Linked DNA regions of Anser cygnoides: region 2 is linked to region 1. The links are chromatin contacts, called in public Hi-C maps. All regions are on one chromosome and are shown on one strand. The core of a region is the stretch at or near the end of the contact, and the rest is flanking DNA. Distances in the headings are between cores, read along the strand shown.

The links. Hi-C and Micro-C count contacts between places; a contact is called where the count stands out from the background.
Region 2: a Hi-C map of liver shows a contact between it and region 1, with 2.8 times the contacts expected there. The contact joins the promoter of BDH2 here to the enhancer-like site in region 1. A contact is called at or near these places in 2 of 7 Hi-C or Micro-C datasets (granulosa cells and liver).

What each region holds. Positions count from the first base shown.
Region 1 is chr4:74,100,392-74,107,104 of Taihu_goose_T2T_genome, forward strand. It overlaps LOC106045326 (a long non-coding RNA gene), which reads right to left. Exons shown (of 4, transcript XR_007164207.2): 2 at 1,578-1,754; 3 at 366-455. Among named protein-coding and RNA genes, the nearest start is that of NFKB1, 11 kb to the right of the region's middle. Within about 2 kb of position 4,315, at least 2 of the 3 cell types and tissues checked have open chromatin away from gene starts, as enhancers often do. A contact at or near this core is called in liver, where this site is marked.
Region 2 is chr4:74,319,629-74,326,149 of Taihu_goose_T2T_genome, forward strand. BDH2 (3-hydroxybutyrate dehydrogenase 2) reads right to left here and starts at 4,877. Exons shown (of 11, transcript XM_048066450.2): 1 at 4,251-4,877; 2 at 3,201-3,390; 3 at 1,167-1,247; 4 at 248-326. The coding sequence starts at 1,238. It overlaps CENPE (centromere protein E), which reads right to left. Exons shown (of 45, transcript XM_048066447.2): 45 at 5,214-6,003. The coding sequence ends at 5,906.

The DNA.
Region 1 (6,713 bases), core at 3,065-5,564:
TCAGAATCTTCTTCTCCCTTAAGTTGGATGATGGTTTCCCAAAAGACATGCTGTTTCCTGACTTCTTAAGACTAAATCCTTTAAATATTGGATGATGTCCACCAGAAAAAAACATTGGCCAGAGGGAGGAGAAAAAAATGTTCTTTACTGGCAGCAATAAGGAACTTCCCAAAGAGTACAGCTTTGAATTCTCACTCTATGTAGTTTTTATCTGCATGATATTGGGACTCCTCTTCTGGTTCACCTCTTGCTTCAACTTTTAGCTTTCCTGGTGTCAAGGAGAACAGAGAGCTACTGCAGAGTGAGCACGATCTCTCTGAAACCAAGTCTTTTGGAATCCTCCCGCTTCCCAAGGCATGCCTCACCTCAGCTTAGCTGGTGCAACAACGTTCTCCTCTGGGGTACCAGCAGTAACATCATTCATCCTTACATCTGGTGTCTCTAAAAATGGTTCACTGCATAATGTAGGTAAAAGAAAGTGAGGAAATTTTAGGGTGTGAATTGTTAGCATTTGCAAGAAAAATCAACTCTTGTAATGCAAGCTAGGCAAACAGGTGATGATTAAGGTATCCTTCAGAAAGGCACTTCAGGATCCTTATGTGAATCCTAACTGTACCTTAAATTATTTACATTATATTATATCACTCTGGGTGGGTGACTAACACCCTGTTATCACTACTACCTCTGTGTTCTTCCCAAAGCTGACATTTTTACAGCCAGACTGTAGGTGGCAGCAGTTCTACAGTTATTTATTTTGCCTCTTGTGAAACTAGGTTGTGGGAGTACAGTCAGAATGAAGAGAAAAAAGCAGCATTCTCTCTCTGGTTGTCAGAACACTAAGATGTAAAATGTTCTTGTTTCCAAAGGGATGGTGGTTTGTTTGTTTGTTTTTTATACCCAACCCCCTGGAATTTGATCATGCTCTGGGTCTAAGAGAGTAGAGTCAATTCTCTTTGGGGTGTACTAAGTCATCTTTCTCAGGGAAGGGAGATGCACTGTATTTTTTCAGAACAGAATTCATGGCCGCCTGGGCATATTTCGATATCTAGAAGCAATACCGTACGGTTTTCTTCAAAAGTATATCATTCTCTTTTGTGTTTGATAAATACTGGACACGTGGCAGAAGCTGAAGTAGGCGGTTAAAAAAATTCACTTAGAACCATAAGATTCAGTTTTATGGATTGTGATTCAATATTCAGTGTGAAAACAGTGAGAAATCCAGATTAGTGGTAAAATCTAGATAGCATGTACAGGTGAGCGCTCTAGAAATAGAACTGTTTCTCTGCTGAGTTGAACAAATTTGGCCTGGCTTCCACAGGGTTGGAGCTAGTAAGAGCAAACTAAATTCAAATCCTTCCTAAGCTCCTTAATGAACCTGATACAGTTAAGGTGTAACCCAAACATCACAAGTGACTAAAAATTGATATATTTTTGTGCATGCAGTTATACAAAGAATATTATGACTGTGGTATCAGGCTCAGCAACACTACATCAGTGTTCATGTAGGTAGTATATCTTTATTTTATGTACCAACACCCGTACCCTACCCAAAATACACCATGACTATCTTTACTTACATTATATTATCTTTTATTCACCCCTCCAAGTCCCTGTTTGCCAGATGAGCAGTGGTATCTTGTTCTATTTTCCTTGCTGCACATGTATTCCTGTATCTTGTTCGGTGAAACGTAGTAACATTGGGGGTGGAGGCATGTTGTTGATGTGCCCATTGCTTTTTTTAATGTTACTCATACCTACAATAAAAACAAACAAACAAAATTAAGATTATAAATGCAGCTTCACAATCACCTTTTGAGTTGGTCCTCCCCTGCCAGAGAACACTGTCAAGGCGCAACAAAGTTGAAAGTTACAGCCTCTCAGCTACTTGTAGTCCTAATACTTCAGCAGCCAAGGCTTCCTCCCACCTATACACTAGAGTCCTGACTATCTGTTGTTGGTGGCTTTTTGTTTGTTTTTTAAGTATCGGTTAGCCTTAGCATTGATGTCCTTTAAGGAGACATTATTAGATTCAGTCCTTAACAACAAAACAACCTTGAGAGCATGGCCTTAAGGAGAGTTCTGCTGTTAAAACAAATTTTGTATTAAAACAAAAGGAAAAAGCAAAGCATCAGTCAAAGTTATCACAAAGAAAACAACAGTCAGGTCAGTAGTGCTGGACTTGATGATCTGTATCAGTACTGCCAAAAGTGAAATGGTTTGCATCACACTGTAATGAACCCACTACAGCATTCAGCACTGAAGCTAGCTCTGAGACCTGGAAATCTGGCCCCAGACTAGGCAGGCTTCAGTAAGGAAAACAATCTCTGACTCTCTTTACCCTCAGCACCAATTTTATCTAAGTGAATTATTTCCTACTATTTGACTTATACGATTAAAGAGTGAATCCAATCATGGGATTGCAGATCTCAATATAAACCGCTACATTTCAGGTTCTGTAAGTGGTAACAAATGTTAGAATAATTTTAGATCTCTTTACCAGTATTATTTTAGTTTGATGATAAATATTCATTTCAGATCAATTGAAAAAGGTAAACTTCCTTGGAAGAGCTATACAAGAACAACTCAGTGTCCTTCACCTTCTCAAAGTTGGAGCTTAAGAGTGTCTCTGTATAAATTTACGAAGGAAATCCATTGGTACATCTCTGGCTACAGCCCAATCTGTGCATGGTGGATCACATCCTAAAGCGTCCTGACCCCATAGCAAATGAAAGATCACAATCTTTCAGCCTCTGGCATATTGGTTTCTGTAGGCAGTCCTCAGTTGAAGTAATTGGAGGACCAAGATCCCTAGGCATGGTGTGCACCTTGCTGTAGAACCTCTCACATTTTGTGTGCCCACTTCCCAGTGACTTTCAACTCTTCCTCCTGACATCATTTTCTCAGCTGGATTTTGAAGCTAACTCTCCAACTCTGATGGACGCTGCATGTAGCATTAAGCACGTTTTGGAAAATGATGTTTGGAGGTTCTGCTTTCTGGTTTTCTATGTCACAGCCTAAACTTGTCTGCAGAACCTCCCCGTGTCACTCTTACCCGTTTCACCACAGAGTCAGTTCCTCTCTAGCATTTCTCAAAAGCCCCTCCATATAGCTGGAAACAAGAGCCCCTGCCTTCACCCCCTGCAGACAATTTATAATAGTCTTTTCCAGACTCTCACAGCCAGTTATCCATTTGCCTTGGCAAGCAGAGCATCTATAACATTCTGCAGCTCAACTTCTGCTAGTTCACTCCTTCTACTCGTTTTTCACGCTGGGGCTTTCCTTGATCACAAGCTTGCAGTGCTCATCAACAGTGCCACAGTTCTGCCACTTTTGGTGAATCCTGTTAAGGCATAGCCTAAAAACACTCAGAGGGTACAGACCGTCTCTACCAGGAGACAGGCTCACAACATTTTCTCTGCAGAACTAAGCCCTACATCCCTCAGGAAGCTGAACCAGATTCCTTGCCACAGGATCACAAAGTACATGAGTTCTTCAAAAATAGAAAGGTTTTCTGAAAGATTTCTCATCACTCCACACTTCTACTCTGAATAAAAAACATTTAGAGCTCAGGAAAAGGGGGGTGAAAAAAAAAACATGGCATCTTAAAAGCACTTAAACTCACCCTGCTGTTAAGTATCTCAGAAATTCCATATGCAATGAAAAAATAAGTAGGATATTTTCTGCTAGTATATTCCTCATAAACCATGCACTATGGCAGCTCTAGAGAAACTAAACTTTCAGCTCCTGTTGGGGCTCTTCAGGCTGTCATGAGACATCTTAATTAGCCTCCTATCAGGTGATGGGATCTTCATCAGGTGACTGCAGTGCCAATGTGCTTTTACTGGTATCCTCAAACACACGGTTTCTTCTCTGTGGTAATCTATATAATGTTTAGAAAGCTGTTATTTTAAGAGTCATTTCCTTAGCTCTGTGACCTTCTGGTGTACTACAATTCTTTGGCATTTAGTTTTGTTGTGGAAACCCTTCACGCTGTGGCAAGCAGCACACCGTACCCAGTTGTCTGTGTGGGTTAGTGTTTAATGGGATGGATTAGATGGAAATCCACTGGGGCTTTTTCTGTTTGTTCTCTATCAAGTTTGTCTCTTTTCTTATGTGGCCAAGACAGACACTGATAAATACTGACTCCATTTACTCAGAATTTCCTCTCTATTTTTACCTCTCTGGTCCTCATTAAACAAGTTTAGATTAATGAAGGAAGTCTGACACACTGCCCTCTTTTTTTTAAGACATATTTTAGCAAGTCTGGAGATTCCAGAGCTGCTGTTCATAGTTCGGGAGAAGTACTTGACTAACATAAATCTGACTTGTGAGCATTACCAAATCTGGAAATTTTGGAAATTGTTCAAGTTGTCATATGCCTTTTTAAGCTAGATGTTAAAAACAACACAACTATTTTCTTTATGGATTTGGGGGCAGGATTAATTTTGGGGTGATTTCCTTTAATTAGATCAGAAATACACCACTGTCTTACATATTTTATATCCATTGTGTCTGTTCTGTAATGCCTCTTTCAAGCATTTCCACGCAAGCCAAAATGGAAAAGATTTAGCAATCAAAGCCAGTGGGAGCTTCCCTTAATAGAAATGACCAGCGAGCATTTGGCAAAGTATTCTGTTGATTGCACACATTCTAAACAGAATCCAGAGGAGGCCCTTACAGCAGTCTTGGCACTGAAGCACATGCAGGGCACATGCAGGAGTTAAAAGGAGGCAGACTGTGTTTTTTCCATGATGATATGGCTTTGATATATGCATGGAAAAAGGGCACTTTGCATAGCTATTAAGACAACTTAATAACAAACATAATAAATCTAAATAGCTGTTTTTCTGCTAAGAGGTAACGTGATGGAAAAGAAAGACTCGTGGTTGGTTTTGGCCCCTGGGTAAAGAACTGTAACAGGTTTGGACATGCACTTCACGTGATCAGGCTTCTCTGCTGAAATCTCTGACCCGTTCTGGTACAAACATGAATCACAGTCTAAGTGAGAAACTCTGCTGCAGTCCTCAGAAAAATCACAACGTTCCTGGTGGCTTGAGATGATAATGTCCTCATTTGTGGTACTACCTGAACATTTTATGACTTTACGTTTACAGTATTTTGTCACAAGTAAGGAGTTATATGTTTATGGGGGGGGGGGGAAAATAAAGACCATCAATTACTTTCGCAATATTTTTCCCTTAAAAAAGCTGAGGATAGGATTTATTCACATCAAGAACTAATAAGCATCTGAGATGCAGTGGTGCCTGACAGTTTGAGGTCATATTGGATGAAAGTTAGAAGAAGTGGATTTCTTTTTTTAAAATGTAGGTCACAGTGATAAAAGGCATCAGTTTTATAGTGCAGTAATCTACTTTGCAGGTTACCTTCCTGCTCAGCATTTCTGTTTCAGTTTGTACAGCTCACAGCAGAACATTTTCTAGAGAGGGAATCACTAGCTCTAGTTTTAGGGAGACAGCATTTTTCGGCTAATGACGCTACTTTGTCACATAAAATATTGAGAAAATGTAGAAGATGAGTCATATGTAATTTGATCAAATCTCATCTTTTCCAGTTTCAAGTTTATTCAATGCTCTTTCAAGGTTTTAAAGCCACAGCTTAATTAAACTATTGGTAGATCAGGAGACTGACCTGTGGCAGCTATTCAGTTTTCATCTTTATACATGTTGCAGTATTTCATACAACCAGAAAAAAAAAAAGAAAAAACATACTACTTACTGCATGTTATTGAAGGATCAAAATAAGATTAAGTGTTTTTCTGTCTATGTCAATCAAAACCACTGTTTGGAGACTTGTGTGCTTGACACATTGCTTGTTTGTTTGCAAAGTAGGAAAGACTAAAGGTTACATGTGCTGCTAAACAGGAATTGGTCACCAGCTATTGCCTTTATTTTAGCTTTTCTGACTCTTTCTCCAGTCTTTGACTTAAAAGAGCAGAGTTTCTAAGTTATACTGGAAATCTACATATAGAACCCAGATTCTGAGACTTTTGCTCTAACAATAAGTTTGTTTTTATATTATGAAGGGGGCTGATTATATTGCTAGTATTAACAATCTATTGATGAGCACTTCTTATTGATAGGTGATTATTTTCAGCTCATAACTTCACCAAAATTCCTTTGTTTTGTATGGAAGTTGCCACTCCATGGCATCTGAATTGTTAGGACAGGGATGGTCTAGAAAAGAACTGCATGTTCAAGAGAGTGCTTTCCATAGGGCTCCCATGACTTTCCCAGCATCAGCTGGGAGGATTATAGCAATTAAAGCAAGTAACTCTGGAAGAGAGAGGATTTTCTCCTTAATTCTGCCCAGATGTGCTGTTATGCCTCCTCTGCTGTGCCAGAGTTCTTCTATGATTCTGGGCACATCACTTAAACCAAACTTTTCACAGGTAGTCTGTGTTCCTCATTTTCTAGTTGCTTGACTTGGACACTGAAGCCTGATTGCAGAAGTGCTGAAAGTACTCATATCTGCAACAGAAGTCAATGAGGGCAAATCTGAAAAAAAAAGAAAGTACTATACCAGTGTGTCCAACATTTCTAGTTGGGCAGGCCCTGTAGGACCTGCTGTATCAAATAGCAGGTGAGTCTTCTAGTTGCACGACCACCTCCTCCAAGTATTGTTATGGGATAGAGCAAGACATAGGAGGCAGGGCCATAGAAATTGTCCAAGTAGGGCACATACAGATTGATCTT
Region 2 (6,521 bases), core at 3,627-6,126, 220 kb after region 1:
ACACAAAGTTACTCCACACTCCTAGAATATTCTGTCTAAAATCAATCCTGATATTGCGGCATTTTACACGTCACCTCTGCCATTCCACACCACAGAATAAAGTAATGACAGTAACTAGAGAATTAGTCTCCATGTTTTCCATTTTTTTCCTGGCCTTTTGAAGTTTGCCCTACCCCTAAGTTATATTTTGGCCAACCTACAACAAAACTTGCAAGGTTTGAACTAATGCCTACAGTAGATCATTTACCTGGGTATTTCTCCAGCTCTTGCAGCTTAGACTTATTGATGTCTGTAGCAATGACTTTGGCTCCTTCTTTAGCAAAAGCCTGAAGAATACAGTAAGAAATGTAGTTCATATTTAAATATGCTAGATTTTAGCAAAAAGTCTGCTTTCTTTGCATTTCCCTTTTGGCTTAATATAAAAGTTGACTGAAGGCAGCTAATCTCCCCCTTCTCATTCTGGGCATGTGAGGAAGTAACAGACATCAATTACCAAACACCCTGGGGACAACTATTACGATGGTACTGAAATAACTCTATAGTTTCTCTGTCTCCTATGGAAAAAGGAAGCAACAGGAGCAGAACTAGTCAAAAGAAATTAGGTGTTAACCAAAACTAAAAAACAAAAACAAAACAAAAAAAAACCACATTTTAATCCTGTTTTAAGAGTAATTAAATATTTTTGAAAGGTTTTTCTCACAGTTGCCTTGTAGCTGTGCTCTTCATCGTGTGGAATTAGTTACATCAACTACCAGCATAGCTGAAACATCTTGGCTTTACTACGGGGGATCTTTGCAGTGTCCAGCCTTATCAACAGGAAACCTTCGCTATATGCTTATCTTCTCCCAGAAAAAAGCAGCAGAGACATTGGATTAAAAGGCACAAACAGTACAACCATGTATTGTTAAAAGTAGTTGCAACTGCTCTTAAATCCTGCCCACATTGTTTATCACCACTCTGTGCTTAAGACTTTCAGAAGTTAAAACTGCAAACAGCTTCCCTAACGCAGTGCAGTAACTACATCGTTCCCTGATTTTTTCCAGTAAGTAGTTCTGGCTTAATCTGTAGTTTATTAATTCAAAAACTTGTTTGGTGCAGATGATGTTGGGCACTCTAGCATTAGAGACCTAGCTTAGGTACAGAAGAAAAATATTTTTCCAACTTACGATAGCAGTGGCTCGCCCAATCCCTTGTGCTGCTGCAGAGAGCAGTATTACCTTCCCATCGAGCCGACCCATATTGCTGACCTGTGCAGACAGAAAGCGTCACAATCTAACAAAGTGAGCTAACATCACTTCCAGGGAATCAGATACAAGCGTATTCCAAAAACCAAACATAATTCAGAGCACCTCTACTATCAAGTCAAAGCATTCTGATTAGGTGCTGAGTCAGAAGAGAAGTAAAATGGGTTGTAATCTCCACTGCCCATTGTGTTCTTAGAAAGCAGGTCTCTTTTTCTATTCCTCTCAAACTGCAGACTTAGCTTCCCAAATGGCAATAAAATCTGCACATTACCCTGTAGGGCACTGCAAAATGTCTTTTCCTTCCATCATGTCCAAGACCTGGCCTTTGTGTGCTCTGAATCGTTTTAGCAATCTTCCAGCACAGCAGATTCCCAGCTGCACAAGGTGAGGGGGTAAAGGGAAATGAAGCTGTCCTCTCATCTTTATCACAGTTCGACCTCTGAGAACTACCGAGCATACTCAGGGCAAGGTGTAGGGGAATAACAGGATTTATTTTTCTAGTGTTTGACAATGCAAATAATATTCTTCTTCTAGGAGGTTCCACGTTGCTTATGGTGTATCAGCCAAAAGGCAAAGTGAGGTCCTCTTTTTTGCCTAGACATATGCTTTCAAATGCAGTATTATGTTTAAAAAAAAACAACATAGCACGTAAAGTTGCAAACAAGCAAAAGCAAATGTCATCCTTTGCACTCCTATGGGTTCAAAAAGTCCATAGTAGGCTTTTTGTTTATTCAAGGCCTAAATTACTGAACAGAACGTTTCAAAAAACTACCTAAGGTCACCGTATCCCAGTGCGATCTGGTTTTGTTAACTGAGTTCCCAACAAGCAAACATTTCTACACTTTTAAAAATCACAGAACAAAGCTACTCTGTTTAGCTATGAGTGTAGAAAGGTTTCCCAAGAACCTTAAGTTTTCAAAATACGTGCATAAACCCAACATGCTGAGTACTTCATTCAGAAGTTAGATGCAGACCCACAATTTCCCCTAGGTTAGCAGCCAATGCTAGCACCTGGAGATGCTCAAATCCATCCTGTGATTTGTTAGTGGAGTTTCATGTCCTACATCTCAAACCAGACTATTAATTTCTGATTTTTCTGAGAAAGCAGATAGGATTTCTGGTCAGTTTTTCCCAACAAAATCTGGGGCAAAAGTAGCATGTTTCTCTAAAAGTTACAGATTCAACAAACTTATTTTTAAACTGTTAGACTAAAAAATTATTTCCACCCTAATATAAAAACATCATCTCATTTGAGTTAAGATTGGACTGACTTCCAGATTGTGTTTTGAGACACTGAAATGCCTGCCTGTTTCAATGCACTGAAATTGTAAGTTTTTCCCCCTATAACCAGAGGGAAGAATGTACAAAAACCAACCTCAAAATGAAACTAACTAAGAAAGACAAACCACCAAAACAGTCCACTATCCAAGCTATAACTAAAATGCACCTTTCTAGCGAGGGGAAAGAACAATACCTTAAAATCGTTTTACAGGCTGGCTAGTAAAGCAGTATCTCTTAGGATGCCTCTGATGGAGGCTATTTCACATTACATGAGCCTGGGCCTGTGTTAGCAGGTGAAAAAATTACCAAGCTAAACCGAGGGAAAGGACACTGTGAACGTGACTAGGTGGCACTGTCTCTCTAATGCACCAAGCTTTGCAAAACACACCTCCTGAAATATAAAATTCTGGGAAAAAAAATATTCATTTTGGCAAAAGTCCCCAGTATCCCAAAAGTCTGGTGTTAAAGTGCCCACTCGAGGCAGAAATTCTTGTTCTTTGCTGTTACATACATATTTTCCAGTAGAAAAAAAATGGATCGAAGTACTTCCTTGAATCACCATATAATTTTGGAAGCAAAATGCACTATACTTTTTTTAATCTAACAATCATTTTTAATATTTGACACACTAAGTCTATGAAACTTTTAAAAATAAAGATTAGTATAGTCACTCACCAAAAGATCTCAACCAGCTTGTTAGGTTTACTGACCTTTGTAAAAAGGAAGTTTTACGCTTATCTGTTTTGCTGTGCTTGTTGGGAGTTGTAGTCTAACTGATAAGTTTCCATATACGAACGGAGTTTCATTTTGAAACACCAAGATGCTGCCATCTAGTGAAACTCAAGATTTTAAGTGTGATTTTCTCCTGCACAGGTTAGGAATAAAAAAGGATCATAAACATTAGCTGTCCATTCCCCCTAAAGAATGCAAGAAATCAACAGGATTCCCACCAAAAAAGGCCACAAGAATGTTCTTCCCCAAGCAATTCCTCTTTATCCATCATCAAATTTTAAGCTAGGACAATACTTGCAAAATAATTTTTTAATTGTTGATTTACCAAGGTATCTGTTAAATTTGTATCTAGTGTTTTAACTTATATCTGTTAAGACAGTTAACATCATGAGACTGGAAAATTCTAGGACAAAATTTAATTATAAGCTCACACCAGATCCAACGCTACCCTAATAGCTTTCTTAATGAATTTGGAATGCTGCCTGAATTTCAGCTGGGCACATTTCTGTGGGTAAACTTGGACACGCACACAGGCACATTCAGTAATATTATGCCACTCTTGAACTGGAACAGCTTTCTAAGGCTTTGAAAATCAGCTCTCCAGTTAACAAAGTATTTAATGACTAGGTTTTCTAGAATCATTTATTCTTCTGTCCCTAGCCTTACAACTACTAAATTCAGGCACAAACAGGAATACACTGCAACAGCTCTATCAGCTCAAGCACCAGAAAAATCTCTAAATCTAGAAATGTTCTAGCAAGCAATTAATAAATATCCTGAAACTGTGTAAAAAAACCCACAAGGCAGACACCTTGCTTTTCTCTTCTGGAAGGAAAAAGCTTAAAATTTATTCTTTCAATAAAATACCAGAATGAAAGAAATGAAAAAAGTATGGTAGCCAAAGGAAATATTGTTCAACAATAATGGGAAATTGCAAAGAAAAAAATGGAACAACTTGCATTTATCACTGCCAGGAAAATGAATTATTCCTACTTATCTATGGCTGTAACAGGAAAGGAAACAGTGCAGTGCTGAGTTCAGCAATGGTATTTAGAACTTGTGTATTTTTAGCTAGCAATCTTTAAAAGCTTTCCATGACAAAGATTTAGAAATATGAATGTTCACAACTTCTTAGTAGTTGCAGTAAGTGGCAGTTTTCAGCTATTCAAGGTGAATAGACAGTTGGGTCTTCAGTAAGGATTTCAGAAGTACCCCTGTCAGGTAAACAACCCTTGTGTTACTCTTCCAATCCCACTAACTGCAGTGCATCCAGAAAAATGATGATGTAACCATTTGCTTATCAGTCTGGCTATCCCAAAATGAAGTGCTTATGAAGAGATCTGGTAACATTCAGAGCTTCATTCCTACAAAATAAAGACGAGACTTTTGATACAAAAGTCTTTGTTCAGTATGACACTGACGTTTCATGATGATGATTTCATTCTTCAAGGAGTTCATCTGAGGTTATGAGTGCCACATTTCTTCTAGCTTGGAGGAAGGGAAGGATCTGTCTTTTAGACTTAAACATTTCATGATAGAGCAGAGATTCAGTTAGAAAGAATTAAACAAAACACTGGTGACACAGATTTGTGCAACAGTAATTCGCTGCACAAACTGACTGCAGAAAGCTGTAAGACAGACAAGAAGCATAATAATGATGAAAGTGGTAAGATTACTATAAGACTTTTTAGACTGAATATTATAATCAGCATCCTCAAATCATAGCATCATGTGTCCACAAAACTGAAGTGACCAGCAGAAATATTTTGAAATACTGAACACATTAAAGTTTATTGTCAAAACAAACCTTCTTATACAGGACATAAAAAATAAGTTTCAAAATTCAGGTAAGCAGGATAGTAAAACAGTCTGCCATACAGCCCTGATTGTACAATTTGTTTTTCACTCACTAGAGTAACTGAAGCATCAATTAGATCCATTGCTTACTGTTTGGAAAAAAAAAAAATCCAGATGTCCAACTTCAAACAGGAAGTAGAAGTATACTCACAGATGATACAAAATACAAAGTTACTCCTGGCACCATAATTGACTGAGCTGCAGAAATATTGTAAAGAGTTTAAGAGAAATCCTTGATTTTGTGCCTTACAAAACAGAAAACGAGTAGCTTCAGTTGCAGTGCCCAACACAGAGGTTAAAGTTGTGATAAAAATGCAGTTTCCACAGTCTCAAAAAAAAAAAAAAAAAGTATAAAACTTCTATACTGAGAAACAAAAAGTAACTAGTGAGAACAGTTCTTTCCAAATCAACAGCTTTCTGAAGATAGAAACCACCCGGACAGGACTGTTGCAGGAATGCCAGAGAAGTTTGAGAAGTTTCATAGTAGATTAGTTTGTGATTCATTCCTGTGTCCATTTTTCTTCAGTATGTTAGCTTTTTTTTCTTCGCTATCCAGAAAATAACCGAAGAAGAACATCAGCAGCAGTTTGCAGGCAACATGACTGCTTTTCAATTTTTGTTCTTGTATTGCAGCTCTTCCAGCTGGGGGAAGCAGCAGCTCCAGGACAACAAGGGAATTGCATGCTGCCAGAGCTCTTCCCACAGTTGATGATTTAACCTGAAGGAACTATCTTCCATAGAGGCAGATTCTGGATGTTACCACTGCAAAGGCGGCTTACAACAGAACACCTTTACTGGGTGGTACAATCAGGGGCTTTGTCTTTCTCTGAAGTTCCAAACCACTGCTTCAGATATTCTTCTGTGGGCTCTATTCCTGCAGGTCGCGTATCTACACAGAAGAGAAGAATATTACAGCAATGCTTTCCCAGTTTCACAAGTAGTAGGAATACAGCAATTTAATCTTGACTAGGGTTTTAGGAGTCAGCTACCAAAGCTGGCCTCAAAGAAGCATGGTGTTGCTAAGAAGTCTGTACTATTATGAAGTTGCCATTATTAAGTTGCCCATCACAAGAAATGGCAATGAGTCATTCTTTCTGGAAGCCTGCCATTAATACCTTGAAAACTTGTTAAGTCTTTAATATGTCTGCTGGGGTCTTATAGGAGCTTCTAGACGCGAGTTGATGAGGGCAGTAGTGTTAATATGCTAGCACTGATCACTAGATTTCCCCAGAAGTTACCAGGCCAGAGATGAGACATCCTGACTAGGGCAGCTGTCACCGCAGCTGGAAGCTGCCAGACTAGCAGATTTCACGTCAAAAGACTAAAATCGACCATCTCAGCAAAGAAATTTAGGAAAAAAAGTTAACCAGCAGTTAACTCTGAATAGATGACTGAGTAGTCTATGAG